Regions from separate parts of the Gossypium hirsutum genome. Here region 1 is linked to region 2. A link is a contact called in public Hi-C data. All regions are on one chromosome and are shown on one strand. The core of a region is the stretch at or near the end of the contact, and the rest is flanking DNA. Distances in the headings are between cores, read along the strand shown.

The links. Hi-C and Micro-C count contacts between places; a contact is called where the count stands out from the background.
Region 1: a contact with region 2 is called in a Hi-C map of leaf, with 3 times the contacts expected there. The contact joins the promoter of LOC107893118 here to the enhancer-like site in region 2. A contact is called at or near these places in 20 of 34 Hi-C or Micro-C datasets (anther, callus, cotyledon and 4 more).

Annotation. Positions count from the first base shown.
Region 1 is chrA13:101,359,702-101,362,485 of Gossypium_hirsutum_v2.1, reverse strand. LOC107893118 (MLO-like protein 1) reads left to right here and starts at 1,417. Exons shown (of 15, transcript XM_041085458.1): 1 at 1,417-1,676; 2 at 2,031-2,493. The coding sequence starts at 2,310.
Region 2 is chrA13:101,241,668-101,244,689 of Gossypium_hirsutum_v2.1, reverse strand. No RefSeq gene overlaps it. Among protein-coding and RNA genes, the nearest start is that of LOC107894413, 7.8 kb to the right of the region's middle. Within about 2 kb of position 1,704, at least 8 of the 9 cell types and tissues checked have an H3K27ac peak or open chromatin away from gene starts, as enhancers often do. A contact at or near this core is called in cotyledon, hypocotyl and leaf, where this site is marked.

The DNA.
Region 1 (2,784 bases), core at 168-2,667, 120 kb before region 2:
GGTATTTATTTATGAAAATTTACAAAATAATCATTCAACTGTTTGATCTTTTTCTTATTTTAGAATTCTTTTTTTTTAGTTATTAGCCGTTAAATTACTAATAGAAAGATAACCTAATAGTTTCTAAAATTGGTATAAGAGCAGCTTTAACTTTTAATTTTTATACATTATGTGAATTTAGTTTTGATTAAAAAAAACTTTCAAAATTTACACATTGTGTAATTTAATATTTTTTTGTAGTTTTACTTTTATTTATGACATTGAGGGTTAATTTTAAAAAAAATAAAAAAAAGATAAAAATTATTATCTTGAATTTTTGAGAGTTTCTATTTTTTGTATATTTTCAATCAAATTTAGTTTATAGATTTGTGCTTTTAACTTTTTAGTTGAAAGAGTTACAAAAGAATAACAAAATTGAAAAGAAGATTATATTACACAATATGTAAATGTTGACGTTAAATTTTTTTAGAATTAAGACTAAATTGATATAATGCATAAATATTGAGGATTAAAATTACTATTATGTTAATTTTAAAAACCGTGACCTCATCTTTCCATTAGTCATTTAATAGTTGGTGACTAAAAATAAAAAAAGATCAAATAATTAAATAACTAAAAAACCCTTGACATAATTGAATGACTAAAAATATAATTTACCTAATATAAAAATAATTTACTAACAAAATTAATTGTACATGTGAAATTAAAAAAATATTATTTCTCTAGAAAAATCTAAACATGATCAGTGTTTCTATATAGATTTATACTATTTATAAAATTACTAAGTTTGATATCATTACTTATGCATTAAGTGAGATTAGCTCAATTAATAAAAAGAATTAAAAAACATAAAATTAAATAAGAATAATATGTGTTTTAATAATTTATATAATAATGTTCTATAAAATATTCATTTTTCAAAATTTAACCAATTACCTACTAAAATAAATATTTATATTTCTGATTTTTGCCTATAACATTATCCCATCTTTTTAGAAATACCATTATTTGCCAAAGCATAAAATTTATATTAAAAAGTAAAAACTAATTAAAAAAAATAAAGCAATATAGTCACTTAATGAATAAAAACTAAAATATTTTAAAAGTAACTTATGTATAATTCATGCGCTGGTCTATTCAGGTCGAGGTCCAATTTTTTTTTTTTTAAATTCAAATCTGTTTTCGGACTGATCACATAAAATTCATTTTACTATTTAAAATATAATATAATATTAAAATTATATTTTACTTAATATTTTTATATATCTTGTAATTAAATTTAAATTTAAAAATATTTTTTATCATTAAAATTAAATTCAGGTTGAATTTGATAAATCGAAATAAAAAAATTATTATCCAAACTCGATTGAAATTGAATAAACTTACCGAGCCGAGCGAACTACCCGACTCTAGTCGGAACGGATTTACCGGGCTGGGCGACTTGCACAGGTGTATTACAAGGTCTATTATTATAAAGAACTGGACTTTTGGGTATCTTTTGCACAGTAACTGAGGACCGTATGTCTGTTTGAGCTTTCATGGTGTCTCATTCGAACAAAATCGTACTCTTTAATCGTGACTTTTGTGGCCTGAGCTCTTTTCTCTACGGATATCATCGTCGTCGTCATCATCTTGTTGTTTGCATATAGTGGAAGTCAAGTTCATGTCTCCATCAGGTGAAGAACCCTACTCTTCACTCTTCACTCTTCACTCTTCACATTCTCTGTCTCAGTGGTCTTCAATTTTCAACTTTTCCCCTCCCCTTTTCCCCTTTTGGTTGGTACTTTCTTGTAATTTCCAGCTCTTTTTGATGCATCTTTTTTAGTTTCCATTAACTTCTTTTTCCAAATCTCTTTTTTATTTATTTCTGTGGGCTATCATGGAGTTTTACTTCAGTGCTTGTTTTAGTTCATCTCTATCTGAACTGATCTCCATGATAGGACACTTTCTAAACTTTTGATACTTTTGATTATGATGTATATGCAACTTTTAGTTTCTCTTTTGTTGAATCTAACTTGGGGGATTTTCAGCTATTCATCTGTGCTAAAGGTAATCATGAGACTATGCTGTGCTAAAGGTAATCACGAGACTATGAACATGAACTAGATATATGGTTTCAAGGGCTGAGTGAGACATTTGTTCGAACACTTTGCAGAAGACCAAAAATTTTGCAGATAATTTAAGTCAAGAAGATTGGAATTGGCCATTGGGGTTTATTTTTTCCCTAAGAACCGAGAACTAGACCGAAAACAGTTATAGTTTGAGAAGAAAAGAGAAGAAAGGCAAAAAGGAAGAAACTTTGGAGAGAAATGAGTGGTGGAGCGGAAGAAGGGGTAACATTAGAGCATACGCCAACATGGATTGTTGCAGCAATTTGTACTGTGATTGTTGCCATTTCTTTGGCTATGGAACGTTTGCTTCATGTTGTTGGGAATGTTTTGAAGAGAAAACAACAGAAACCACTCTTTGAGGCTCTTTTGAAAGTTAAAGAGGGTAACCCATCTCCCTTTTCTCTCTAATTTTTCATATTTTGATGTTAAATTTGATTGGAAGTGTTAAAGGGAAGGCTTGTAAAAAAAAGTCTGTTTTTTCATAAAAGACAATCTTTTCTCTGTCTTTTATGTGTTCCCGAAGGAGGAAAGTTAAAAGTGGTAAATTGCATTTTTGGTTTATAGGAGAAGCTCTTTTCTGTATCTCTCCATTGGAGAAGGAATTAAGACAGAAAAAAAATGATGTTTTGAACAAGTAAAAAACAGTTAAATATTACGCTTTTTTCTTTTTGAT
Region 2 (3,022 bases), core at 455-2,954:
CAATTAGAGCCAAAGAAATCTATAATCTTTTGAGTTTTGGAAAGCTCCTTAACAAGAAACTTTTTCCGACAAGTGATGTGACCATAGACTGTCTTATTCCAATCCTTAAAGTTGCGAGATAAGTTGCTTAAAGTAGCCACCATGTCACCAGAGAAACCTCAATTATCTTCAATAAATTTTCCAAAAATTCGGATGCTCAACCCAACCTGCCAAAAACCTAAAAGGTCTACCTCTAGGAAGAATAATCTTAAGATTTAAAGATAGGAGTAAAGGCCTATGATCAAACTTAATTTTTGGAAGATGGGTGACCAAACTATTTGGAAAACGCTGAACCCAAGCATTGTTTCCCAGAGCCCGGTCAAGCCTCTCAAAAAGTAAACCCCTATGCCACGTGAAAGGGGGTTCTCTGTACCCTAAATCATGAAGCTCGGTCTTTCCCACAAAATCACCAAAAAGCGGACAACGTCTTCCTTTAGACATACCACCTAATTTTTTAGAGGAAGAAAGAATAGCGTTGAAATCTTCGATTGCTATCCATAGATAATTCCCCATTGGGATCGACCGTTTCAAGGTGTCCCATAAATCCTTTCGCTTTTGCCTATTAGGGCTTCCATAGACAAAAGAGATGAAAACAGCAGTATTGGAAGACGTAGATCCCACGCGAGTTAGAATAAACTGAGAGTGATTATAAATGATCTCAAGACAGACAGAATCCTTCCACCCAATCCAAATGCCCTCTGAGAAACCAATCGCTTTAACGAGATGAGAATAAGGAAACCCCAGCTTAGCAATAATATTGTTAACTTTGGAACCACTGACCCTTGTCTCAAGCAAACTAATAATATCAGGCTTATATTCCCGATTATATTCCCGAAAAATACGAGGAAACTTATTGCTAGCACATATTCATAATAAAATTAAGAAAATAAAGAGACATACCTGTTACTGTCGATTGACAGTACCCCCATCCGTGATCAAGACCGCGTCATTTGAGACAGAGTTGATGTCATTGCTAGGATTCGAATTTGAAATGAGTTCAGCCATTTCCTCTATGGATTCAACTAACGGTACTCTAAAGTTTCCGGAAGCTTTGAATCGACCTCCCCAGCTGCGTAACACATTGGATGCTTTTCGACTATTACACCCAAAAGAATCTTTACCTCTGTGTCTCTCTTTAGAAATAGGAATACCATCACCTTTCTTCCCCCGGGTTATATTGACCGAGTTATTTTTTTCTTTCTTGTGAGAAGTATTTTTAAAACTAATAGCAGAATGTTTCCCAGGGTCTAAAATACCATCAGAAATGGGGACAGAAGAACCCCCAGGATCTTCAAAAGCAAGATTGAAATGAGCTTTAATGTTATCAAAAATTTCAACATTTAAATCCCCCCGAACTTCATTGGACAAAACACCATGATCAACAACATTAAAAGTCACATCTTTACCCGAAGACAATTAAGGTAAGGATCCTGCGCCACTAAGGTTTAAAAAAGAATTAGAAACAAAATTACTAGTTAGAAAATTTTCTTTCGAAACCTGCACATTCTCATTACTCGTCATTGGCCTTTTCCCTTCAAACTTCCCCTACTTATTAAAATTCGCCTGGCCCAAATAATTAAGTTTGGTAGGCTCCATAGCAGACCCATCTCCTAGACGGCCCGAAACCATTAATTCCAAGTCTGCCGTTGTAGCTTCCTTAGGAGACCCATTGCCCAAAATGGGCTTGCTGTTTGGACCAGGAGATAAATCCACATTACCCAAATTATTATCCCCAGCCTTAGTAATTAAAACGCCCACACCTTCAACAGTCATTTTAGCATCTTCCACCGACAATTTATCATCATTAACAGCAAGAAAATTGCGATTCTTATCCCCCTCTATTAACACTGAAAACCGTGATTTTGATGTCTCCTTTCGAATTTTGGGTTCGTTAATCAATCCCTTGTTTGCTCCGGCAATGCTTTGACCATTCCTTGAACCATGCCAGGATCTACGCTTGACTAACATCCATGGACCACACTCCGGTCCCGTTTCTTCAGCAACACCACCAGCAGCCGCATCCGACCTATCAGTCACCAACTCTGATGGGCGTTCAAAGGTACGATCCTCAACCTTAGTCGGGCATAAGTCCTTTACGTGACCATATTTACCACAGCCAAAACAAACAGTAGGGAGTGCCTCATACTCCACTCTCTGAACGGCGCCATCAACCAGGACTTGAGAAATCAGGGGCTTCTTGAGGTTTAAAAACACTCCGAGGCGAGCAAAGCGACCTCTGGACCTATTGTCTGTCTGAAAGTCTAATTTGACCACTTTCCCGATAAGCCCCCCAATAGCCTCCACAATTTGTCGACGAAACAAAAACCCCGGGAGGCCTGGTAACCAAATCCATGCCAAAACCGTGCTGGGATACAGTTGCGAAGGGCTGAAGTCCTTTGTCCTTGGTTGAACAGTGAGTATTGTCCAAAGATTATCCACGGTCTTGCGAAAAAATACGATCATAGTCAGCCTTATTCACAAATCGCACCAGATAATAACCATTCTCAATATCCATGAGGTGGATCGGGGAAATAGGTTTCCAAAGACTAGTAATGCGATTTAGTAAAGTGTTATAGCCAATATTTCACCCTAAGAGTTTGATAACCAAAGTTAGTTCCATTTCTTTGAACAGGATTTCTTTAACCCGGTCAGAGAAATTAATGGTCGGAACTCCATTGATGATGGACGTTTGCACATCGTTTGCTCGTAAATCAAAATCATCATTGCTTGTATTGACTCTTCCAAAGGAAGAACCATTACAATCCATCATGGGATTATTCGGATTTTCACCAAATAACTTATCTTTCCACGAGAGCATTGATGTCAGATTAGGTTCAACAACCATATCTTCCGAGACATCTTCAACCCCGCCCGAAGCATCAACAACTCCGCCTTTAAATTTCACTTTCTTGGTGGTTTGATCCCCGATAGAGTGAGAATCATCGTCATTTTCAATAACAGCTGGTAGCAAAGGAGAGGAGAG